Regions from separate parts of the Sus scrofa genome. Here region 1 is linked to region 2. A link is a contact called in public HiChIP or PLAC-seq data. All regions are on one chromosome and are shown on one strand. Each heading gives the region's core, a stretch centred on a gene start, on an enhancer-like site or on the middle of the called end of the contact. The rest is flanking DNA. Distances are from core to core; before and after follow the strand shown. Region 1 overlaps LOC102157456 (formin-like protein 5). Region 2 overlaps ROCK1 (rho-associated protein kinase 1).

The links. HiChIP or PLAC-seq counts read pairs in DNA pulled down with a chosen protein or histone mark.
Region 1: an H3K27ac HiChIP or PLAC-seq map of alveolar macrophages shows a contact between it and region 2. The contact joins two enhancer-like sites. A contact is called at or near these places in 2 of 47 Hi-C or Micro-C datasets (adipocytes and embryonic fibroblasts) and 1 of 2 datasets of contacts at active chromatin or transcription factors (alveolar macrophages).

The regions. Positions count from the first base shown.
Region 1 is chr6:106,375,140-106,380,829 of Sscrofa11.1, reverse strand. The region is part of intron 5 of LOC102157456 (formin-like protein 5); the gene reads left to right. Among named protein-coding and RNA genes, the nearest start is that of ROCK1, 63 kb to the right of the region's middle. Within about 2 kb of position 2,004, at least 15 of the 83 cell types and tissues checked have an H3K27ac peak or open chromatin away from gene starts, as enhancers often do. A contact at or near this core is called in alveolar macrophages, where this site is marked.
Region 2 is chr6:106,292,711-106,298,514 of Sscrofa11.1, reverse strand. The region is part of intron 1 of ROCK1 (rho-associated protein kinase 1); the gene reads left to right. Among named protein-coding and RNA genes, the nearest start is that of ROCK1, 19 kb to the left of the region's middle. Within about 2 kb of position 2,809, at least 1 of the 83 cell types and tissues checked has an H3K27ac peak or open chromatin away from gene starts, as enhancers often do. A contact at or near this core is called in alveolar macrophages, where this site is marked.

The sequences.
Region 1 (5,690 bases), core at 755-3,254, 83 kb before region 2:
AGCTGTGGCTCAGATTCAATCCTTGGCATGAGGAATTTCCATATGCCAAGGGTGCGGACGTTTAAACAACAACGACAACAACAAAACGAGTTTAGAGACTGAATCAGTAGCTGTTCATGTGTTCAAACAAAACAAAAGGGTGACATCTAGTGTTTATTAGGAGTATATGTAACCTTGACTAATATTTTCATTAATTTACCCCACCTGCAATACATTGAATGCAGCACAAAAACAAATGAGGGAAGCCAGTGAAAAAGGTCACTGTGGTAGTTATGACAATAGTGGTAAATAGACCATAATTTCTAATCTGGTTCTAGAAACTCAGGAGTGGCACCATGAAGTAACTACTTTCTGAGCTGATACCCAAGAAAAGTGGAGCAGTCACAAATGACAAGGGTGGGAAGAGCATTGCTGTCGAAAGAGATAGTAGTATGAGTCAAGGTAGGAAAATCAAGTAACAGCATGATATTGTGATTCAAGTCATAATATCACAATGGAGCAAGTTCAGCTGCTCCAACTGTGCCCCAAGTTCAACTGTTTGCACTTTCTATGTAATGGTAAGCCACCCTAGAGACACCCCTGTGATTCAGACAGAGCTGTGGCTGTTCTTGGGGGAAGTTGATGCGAGCAGGTTGAGACTAAAATTGTATGTTATTGTAATAGATTATGGTAGTAGTGAGAGGAGAACATGCATTTAATAAATTGGAAGACAAAAATCAATAGTTTGCCTTGATGGCTTGATTGTACATAGAAGGTGAAAGGCAAAGAGTCAAGGATGTCACCTTCCTTTAGAGGTCGGGTAGATTGTGTGTTCATCAATTAATATTTTTAAGTTAAAATAAAAAGAGCATGGTTAGTGGGGAAGATGATTCATTCACTTTTGACAGGTTAACTTTGAAGTGCTTGGGAAATAGTAAAGTGCAACTGGATATCTGATTCTTGAAGCTTTGAGGAGAGGATTAAGCAAGCCATGTGAATTTACTTTCATCAGCATAGAGGTGGTTGAAAAACAATGAGAGTGTATAAGATTGCCCAGGAAGGGTATACAGTATAAATTAAGAACATGGATAGAAAAGGTATCGTTAATGCTTTGCAGGAAAAAAAAATAGCAGTTTGAGTTTGGATTTGTATAGAATATATTAGAAGGAAAGGGTACAATTTCTTCAACATCAAAGCAGCTTCCTGAAAGGATTAGCATTTTAGAGGTTGCTTTTTAAGGCCTATTGACACAAATACTATTGTAGTACCAAATAAATACATGTTCTGTTTATTTAACTATATTAACCAGGACTCCATCAGCAAGGAATAGAAACTTTACCGAAAGCGACATGGGTTAGACTTCGTTGCCAGATAACCCAGCGTCTCAGAGGATGGGCTGGCTCCAGGCACTGCTGGATCCAAATACCGTGTCTTCAGTGGGCTCTCTCCAAGTCTGAATCTTACTTTATTGTATTGACTTCATTTTCACGCAGAGGCAAAAAAAGAAAAAAATATATATTGTAGGATTAATTTGAATGTTAAAAGTAATGGCAATTGAAAAAAGAACAAATCTCTTTCCCTCCCTTGGCACACTGACCTCCAGAAAATTCCGATTGGCTGACTTTGATCCCGAACTTATCACTGGAGCCAATCGCGGTGGCCAGAGGGAGGAAATATTCTGATTGGTCAACTTGGGTCTGGTACTTCCCAATAGCAGTAAAGAGAAAGTCGTAAGTGATTATAGCCTTCTCAGAATCATGTGGGGAGGCCTTTTCCTTCAGGAACTCGTACTTTAGTCATTAAAACAAATAGCTTGGATACAAGGAAGAATGTAGATACTGATATAGAAGCAAATACTATGAAAGCCCAGTGGAAGGAAGGTCTCCTCCCTGGAGAAAGCTTCTTGAAAGTTATGCTATCTCAGAGTGTCCTTCCTGAGAAAGCCAGTGATCTTTCTGTGGAAGCTAAACTCACATCCACTCAGGCGTCAGGAGGCTGACGGAGCTGCAGGGAAAGGCGAGCGTTTGCAAGCCCAGCCCCTGCCTCGCCCCGCGTCAATCGAGTGAGCCAGCAGATAGCGTGGGTGAGCCTGCCCAGACTGCGCAAGAAAGCACAAAAGTGGCTTCTGTTTCGCCTCCATCCTCCAAATGTCTTATGACATGCCTCTGTGGTCTTTTCTAACTGGAAACCTTCAGGATGTGAATTATGGGACATGGAGCCCCTCCACCGCAGCCAAGGTGATACTTCACAAAACCACCACACTCCTTCGTTAATCTTGAACCGCTCAGGAGGAAATATAATACCTAGTTCAGCACATTTCATTTATTCAACACATTTTTGTTGGGCACCTACTATGTGCAGGCCTCTTGCCAACGAATGGTGACACAGAGATGGCTCTTATCCAGGCCTGACCTTCCAGAGATATTGCTCTGGTTCCAGGACTGGATTCTCATCCTTGGTCTTGCTCTTTTCCTTAGAGGCTGTGCGTTCTCGGACCAGTCACTTCTTTTTGCTCTCCGTGCCTGGTCTCTGTGAGGATTCAATGAGGTCCGAGTTTGAGCTGTCTCAGCTCTGTGTCTGTATGTCGACAGTGCTATGCCCTGTTAGAGACTCTAATAGTCTTCAGCATCAAATTGACCTATGATCCTAGTAGCTTGAAAATGACTATCAAGACGGCTGGACAACTGTTAGGCTTTTTTTAAATCAAAAATTTTTATTGACAAATTACACATAATATTTTCCATGTTAACCATTTTTAGGCATACCATTCAGTGGCATTAAGTACATTTACATTGTTTCATACCCATCATCACTATCCATCTTCAAAACTCTTTTCATCTTGTGAAACTGGAACTCTATCCTCATGAAAAAATCTCCTTCTCCCTGCTGGCAGCCACCATTCTTTCTGTCTTTATGAATTTGATGACTCTAGGTCCCTCATATAAGTGGAATCACACAGTAGTGTGTGTGTGTGACTAGTTTATTTTGCTTGGCATGTTGTCCTCAAGAACCCATGATCTAGCATGTTCAGAGTTTCCTTCCTTTTTTAGGGATGAATGGTATTCTATCGTGTGCATATACTACATTGTGCTTATCCATTCATTTGCTGATGGACACTTGGGTTGCTTCCACCTTTATGCTATAGTGAATAATGCTGCTGTGAACATGGGTGTACAAATATATATGAATTTATTTTTAAAAAGTCACATGGAGTTGGAAAATGGCAATTCCAAAAAGGAAGGAATACAGGGCAGACAAAAAGTAATAGAAGTCTCCTGCTTTTAATTTTCTTTTTCACTAAGTTTAGTGAATACACTAAACCAAATCTCTACACATTTTGAATGAAAAGAGAAAACAAATAAGATCCAAAAAGAGCTGAAGAAAAAAACAGATGAAAGAAAAAAATTTCATGGAAATAATCTACTTACATATCCAAGCAGGTCAACAAATTCCAAGCAAGATAAATACAAGAAAATCACAACTACACACTTCATAGTTCAACTATCAAAAAGAGACTATTGAAATAAAGAGACTCTTGAAAGCCATCAGTGAAAAACATTACATATGGAGGAACAGTGATATATGATGGCATTTCATCAGGGAAATGATATTTTGTGAGAAGAAATGAATGCCAGAGACAACGAGAAAACATCTTTAGAGTGTTTCCGGAACATCCACCAACATGGCCACCTGCTAAGCCATAAAACAAGTTTCATGAAATTTCAAAAATATTGATATTTACAAAGTATGGGCCCTGACCACAATGAAACTAAAGAATATAAAGGAATAAGTAAAATTGTCATTATTCACAGATGATATGATCATTTATAAAGAAATACCAAAATGAATGTACAGAAAAACTAGTAGGTCTAAAACCTGAATTTTAGTCATAGAATATTAGGTCAATATACAAAAATCAATTATATTTCTGTTTATTGTCATAATTGGAAAATAAAAACTTTAATACCATTTACAATAGCATCAAAAATATAAACAATTTATGAATAGATTTACAAAATTTGTGTAAGACTTCTACACTGAAAAATACAAAACACAGTTGAGATAGTAAAGAAAACAATAAATGGAGTTACATCATAATCATGGATTAAAAGACACAGTATTCACTAATAATCTTATAAAAGATCTGTAAGTTCTACACAATTCCAACTAAAATCTTAATAGATTTTTTCTAGATATTGATAAACTGACACTAAAAATTTTATGAAATGTGAGAGACCTAGAATAGCCAAAACAAACTTGAAAAAGAACGAAGCTCAAAGACATACACTATCTTATCACAAGACTGTTTAGAGAGAGTGAAATTAAGACAGCATGATAAGGATGTAGTGATTGATAAATAGATAAAGGGAACTGAAGTTGAAAGCTGAGAAATAGACTCACACTTAAACAGTCAGTTGATTTGTGACCTGGGAACCAAGGTGTTTTCATGTGGAAAGTAAAGTCTTTTTAAAAAACGGTGCTCCACAAATTCTAGCTGCCTTGGCCTCACCAAACTCTGATCTCTGTCTCTTCACTTCAGTAAGACCTCCAGGATCTGTTTGGATTTGTGCTGTCTGCTTGAGGCCTGGAAACTGCCTCTGGTAACCAGGACAACCATAGGGCTCACCTTATTGTTTCCTTTGTCTCAGAAATAATAGTCCTGTGCTGCCAGGTGTCTAATGTCTGAAAACAGTTGTCTGATATAGTTTGTCCAGTTATCTAGTGATGGGGGGCGATCAACCCCCATCTTACACCACTATGGCTGTAACAACCTGGTGTGCACTTTAAAAAATGTTCTCTGACTGCTCTGTGAAGAATAGGTTGTCATGGAGCAAAAATGGAAGAAGTGGAAACAGAATCCATTGGGGAAGTACTGCAGCTGTCCAAGTGAGAAATGATGGCTCCTGGATCTGCAGGGTAGCCATCAAATGGGGACTGGTTGACTGCTGAATGTGTTTTGCAGTTTGAACCAGTGGTACCCACTGATAGATTGGATTGGGAGCAAAGAGGAAGGGACAAGCATGGACATTGACAGCAGAAGTTTGGGGCCTGAAAAACTACCTAAATGACATTTACTGGAAAGGAGAAGGCAGAGATGTGAGAAGATTCAGTGGTTGTGTTTTGGGGTTGGGAGGGAGTGACAGAGGAGTCTGAAACCTCCATTGTTTGTCTGCAAGTATAAAAGAAAAAAATCCATATTCTCTCTCTAGGAATGAATTTTTTAATGTATTTTCATTGAAATTATAGTTTGGGGTTTTTTTGTTTTGTTTTGTTTTTGTTTTTGTTTTTGTTTTTTGCTTTTTAGGGCTGTACTCGTAGCATATGGAGGTTCCCAGGCTAGAGGTCAAATTGGAGCTACAGCTGCCAGCTTACACTACAGTCACAGCAACAGCAGATCCAAGCCGCGTCTGCAACCACAGTTCACAGCAATGCCAGATCCTTAACCCTCTGAGCAAGGCTAGGGATCAAACCCACAACCTCGTGGTTCCTAGTTGGATTCGTTTCCGCTGTGCCATGATGGATACTCCCTGTAATTATGTTATAGTTTTGTGTCTCTCTTTTCCAGACCATGATCTCATTGAAGAAAGCCTCATTGTCTTATTCATTTTGATGTCACATTCAATGCACATGATAGTCTAATAAGTACGTGAGAGAAAGTAGGGGATCTGATCAACTTGGTGTCAGATGTGAAGAGCTGAGTGTTCTGGGTT
Region 2 (5,804 bases), core at 1,560-4,059:
AGGTCCAATCAGAGCTGTAGCCACCTGCCTACGCCAGAGCCACAGCAATGCGGGATACGAGCTGAAGTCTGCGACCTACATCACAGCTCATGGCAATGCCGGATTCTTAACACACTGAGCAAGGCCGGGATCAAACGCACAACCTCATGGTTCCTAGTCGGATTCGTTAACCACTGAGCCATGACGGGAACTCCCAATCTGTTGTGGTTTTAATTATATTTTTGATCTTTTGTTGTTTTAGTGGCTTCTGTTCTAGGGATTTCTGTATATACTGAAATATAATACTTGCCAACTTTTCAATCTAGAATGGGTAAGCTAAAATTTATCAAGGAATTTAGAAACTTTACCACCATAAATGCCCCTTCACCTTCCCCTTTATGTTGTAGTTGTCTAATGTATTGTACCTATACATACATTAAAAACCCCATCAGAAAATGTCATCAGTGATCAAACATATTTTAAATAACTCAATAGAAGGGGAATAGATATTTATCATTTCTTGTGTTCTTTCTTGTCTGTTGTTCCAGGTTTCTTTCTGCTGTCATTTTCCTTCTCTCGGAAGAACTTCCTTCATGAATTTTTTTTGTTGTTTTTTAAGTAGCTTTTTTTTTTTTTTAAACATCAGATCAGCTGAATGAATTTTCGTATTTTCCTTCCTATCAGGATGTTATTTCATTTTATTTCATTTTTATCCCTAAAAGAGATTTTCAATGGCAGTAGAATTTTAGATTGATACTTCTTTCCTTTTGATACTTTAAAAGTGGTGTTCCACTTCTTTCAGAGGTTTCACACAGTTTCTGGTGAGAAATATACTGTTATCCAATTCATTCTTCCCCTGTAAGTAATGTCATTTTCCTCTAGTTGTCTTCAAGGTATTTACTTTGTCTTTAATTTTCAGCCGTTTGATTATGATGTGTCTAGAAGTAGGTTCCTTTGGGTTTATCCTCTTGGGGTTCACTGAGCTTGAATCAGTAGCAAATATGGGAGATTTTCAACCTTTGTTTCTTCAAATATTTTTACTGCCCCAAACTCTTTCTCTTCTTTTGGCGTTCTAACAACACAAATGTTCCCCTGTCCGTTTTTGTCCCACAGGTCTCTGGGACTCTGTTCATTTAAAAACTTTTTTTTCTTTTTGGAGTTCTCATTGTGGCTCAGTGGTAACAAACCCAGCTAGTATTCACAAGGACACGGGTTTGATCCCTGGCTCTGCTCAGTGGGTTGAGGATTCGGTGTTGCCATGAACTGTGGTGAAGGTCACAGATGTGGCTCGGATCTGGCATTGCTGTGCTGTGGCATAGGCTGGCAGCTGTAGTTCTGATTCAACCCCTTCCATGTGCTGTGAGTGTGGGCCCTTCCCCCCCATTTTTTTTCCTCTTTGTTGATTAAATAATTTCTACTGATGTATCTTCAAGTACAGGCGTACTTCATTTTATTGTATTTTGCTTTGTTGCACTTCGTGGATACTGCATTTTTTTTTTTTTTTTTTACAAATTGAAAGTTTGTGGCAGTGCTGTGTCAAGCAAATCTAATGGTGTCATTTTTCAAGCATTTGCTCACTTTGTGTCTTTGTGTTACATTTTGGTAATTCTTGCAGTATTTCAAACTTTTTCACTATTTATTATGGAGATCTGTGATTAGTGATCTTTAATGTTAGTATCATGACTACTGAAGGCTCAGTTGATGGTGGTTAACATTTTTTTTTAGCAATAAAGTATTTTAAATAAAAGCATATGCATTGTTTTTTTAAGAACATAATGTAATTTATTGCACACAATAAACTATACTATAGTGTAAACAAAAGTTTTATATGCACTGGAAAGCCAAAAAATTTACGTGACTTGCTTTATTGCGGTGGTCTAGAATCAAACTATACTCTCTCTGAGGTATGCCTGCATACTGAGTCTTTGCTCTGTCATCTCTATGCTGCTATTAAGTGTATGGAGTGTATGTTCTTTATTTTGGTCATTGCACTTTTCCATTTAAAATTTTCCATTTAGTTTTTTTCCCCCTTATACCATTAATTCTAAGAATGTTTGCCCTTATTTGGGGGAGCATTTTATTTTTCATTTTTTAAAGTTTTATTGATGTATAGTTGATTTACAATGTTGTGATAATTTCTGCTGTACAAGAAGGTGATTCAGTTATATATGTACTAGGGAACTTTTTTTTTTCTTTTTTTTTAGGGCCATACCTGGGGCATATGGAAGTTCCCAGGCTAGGGGTCTAATCGGAGCTGCAACTGCTGGCCTATGCTACAGCCACAGCAACACCTGATCCAGGCTGCATCTCTGACCTCAGCCACCTTGCAGCAACACTGGATTCTTAACTCACCGAGCAAGGCCAGAGATTAAACCTGTATCCTCATGGATACTAGTTGGATTCTTAACCTGCTGAGCCACAACTGGAACTCCAGAGGAAAATTTAATAATAGCTGTTTTAAAAGTTTTTGTTAGGGAGTTCCCGTCATGGCGCAGTGGTTAACGAATCCAACTAGGAACCATGAAGTTGCAGGTTCGACCCCTGGCCTTGCTCAGTGGGTTAAGGATCCGGCGTTGCCGTGAGCTGTGGTGTAGGTTGCAGACGTGGCTCGGATCCCGCGTGGCTGTGGCTGTGGCGTAAGCTGGTGACTACAGCTCCGATTAGACCCCTTGCCTGGGAACCTCCATATGCCACGGGAAGTGGCCCTGGAAAAGGCAAAAAGACAAAAAAAAAAAAAAAAAAGTCTTTGTTAGATAATTCCAACCTATGTATCATTGCTATTGGCATCTGTCATTTGTCTGTGTTTTTAACTTTCCGTTTTGAAATAGTTAAACAGATTTTTAGGAAGTTGCAGATGTAGTGCAAAGAGGTCTAGTGCACCCTTTGCCCAGTTTCCCTCAATGGTTACATTTTAAGTAACTATAGTGCCACATCAAGATTAGGAAATTGCATTTAGTTCAATGTGTATGTATAGTTCTATACCACTTTTTCACATATGTAGATTCCTGTTGCCACAACTACAATCAAGATACAAAACTTTCATCACCACAGTATTTCCCTGTGTTACTCCTATATAGTCATATCCCCCCACTCCTCATATCTCTAACCCCTGGAAACATTAATCTGTTCTCCATCTCTAATTTTATCACTTGAAGAATGTTATTAGAATGAAATCATACAATATATGAACTTTTGAGATTTTTTTTTTCATGCCACATAATGCCCCTGAGATGCATCCTTGTTGTCGCAGGTATTAGTAGTTCATTCCTTTTTATAGCGGTATATTACTCCATGGCATGGATGCACCACAATTTATTTAGCCACTCATTTATTGAAGATAATTTTTGTTGTTTTTCCATTTTTTTGGCTACTAGAGGTAAAGCTGCAATGAACATTCATGCACAGGTTTTTGCATATATAGCATTTTCATTTCTCTGAAATAAATGCCCATGAGTGCAAATACTTACATACCCCTTTGCAATGTATGAGAGATCCATTTTATCTGCATCCATATTGCATTGGTATTGTAACTTTTTTCATATTAGTTGTTCTAAAGGAGTGTATAATGATATTTCATAATGACTTTAGTTTACATTTACTTAATGGCTAGTGATATTGAGTATCTTTTCATGCATCTGTTTGCCATCAGTATATCCTCTTTAGTGAAACATCTGTTTTATGTTTTCTGCCCATTTTCTGATCAGGTTGTTGAGTTTTGAGAGTTTTTCAAGTATTCTAGTATGTGTGGTTTGCGAAAATTTTTCCCTAGAGGATCTTTTCATCCACTTCCCTGGATCTTTTGAAAAGTGAAAGTTGTTTTTGTTTTTTCTTTTGGCTGCCCCATGGCATATGGAGTTCCTGGGCCAAGCATCAGATCCAAGCTGCAGCTGTGATCTAAGCCGCAACTGTAGCAACACCAGATCCTTAACTCACTGTGCCAGGCTGGATATCAAACCTGCGTCCCAAGGCCCCCAAGACAACAAGATGCCACCAGTCCTGTTGCACCACAGTGGAAACTCTGAAGGCTGTTATTTTTGACAAAGTAGTTTATCAAAAAAATTACTTTTATTAAAGTACGGTTGATTTACAATGTGCCAGTTTTTGCTGTGCAGCACAGTGACCTATTTATACATATAGATAGATAGATAGATAGATAGAGTCTTTTTCTCATATTCATCTATCATGTTCTCTCCCAAGAGATTGGATATATTCCCTGTGCTATACAGTAGGACCTCATTGCTTAACCATTCTAAATGTAATAATTTACATCTACTAACCCCAAAATGCCAGTCCATCTCACTCCCCCCACCACCACCACCTTGGCGACCACAAGTCTATTCTCTATATCTGTGGGTCTGTTTCTGTTTTATAGATAGGTTCATCCATACCATATTTTAGATTCCACATAGAAGTGATATCATATATCTTTCTTTCTCTTTCTGACTTACTTCACTTAGTGTGAGAATCTCTAGTTCCATCCATGTTGCTGCAGATGGCATTATTTCATTCTTTTCTATGGCTGAGTAGTATTCCATTGTGTGTATGTGTCACATCTTCTTAATCTGTTCATCTATCGATAGATATTTAGGTTGATTCTATATCTTGTCTATTGTGAATAGTGCTGTAGTGAACATAGGGGTGTATGTGTCTTTTTTTTTTTTTTTCTTTTTGCCATTTCTAGGGCTGCTTCCATGACATATGGAGGTTTCCAGGCTAGGGGTCTAATTGGAACTGTAGCCATTGGCCTATGCCACAGCCACAGCAACGCAGGATCTGAGCTGCATCTGCAACCTACACCACAGCTCATGGCAATGCTGGATCCTTAACCCACTGAGCAAGGCCAGGGATTGAACCCAAAGCCTCATGGTTCCTAGTTGAATTCGTTAACCACTGAGCCATGATGGGAACTCCTGTATGTGTCCTTTTGAGTTGTAGTTTTGTCCAGATATATGCCCAGGAGTGGGAGTATTGGATCATATGGTAGCTCTATATTTAGTTTTCTGAGAAACCTCCAATTCTGTTTTCCATGATGGTTGTACCAGTTTACATTCCCACCAGCTGTGTTGGAGGGTTCCCTTTTCTGTATAGCCTCTCCAGCATTTGTTACTTGTAGACTTATAGAAAGAGGGCCATTGTGACTGGTGTGAGGTTGTACCTCACTGGGTTTTGATTTGCATTTCTCTGATAATTAGCGGTGTAGAGCATTTTTTCATGTGCCTACTGGCCATCCATATGTCTTCTTTAGAGAAATGTCTATTTAGGTCTTCTGCCCATTTTTTGATTGGGTTGTTTTTTGTTGTTGAGTTATATGAGCTTTTGTATATTTTGGAGATTAAGCCCTCCAAAATATACAAAACATTTGCAGTTGTTTTCTCCCATTCCATAGGGTGTCTTGTTTTTCTTACCGTTTTCTTTGCTGTGCAAAAAAGCTTGTAAGGTTGATTAGGTTTTATTTTTGTTTTTATTTCTGTACCTTGGGAGACTGACCTAAGAAAACATTTGTATGATTTATGTCAGAGAATGTTGTGCCTGTGTTCTCTTCTAGGAGTTTTATGATAACATGTCTTATGTTTAAGTCTTTAAGCCATTTTATCAACAGAATTGTTAATGGATAATACTTTCTGTGTCATGTCTCAAAAGCTTTCATTTAGTTGTAGGTCTCAAATATTTTACCATTATTTCCCAAAACATTTTAACAGTTAAGTCAGTGATCCAATTTGAGTTAATTTTTGTGTGAAGTGTGACATTAGATTGAGGTTCCTTTTTTTTTTTTTTCTTTTCTTTTTTGGCAGCATCTGTGGCAAATGGATGTTCCTGGGCTAGGA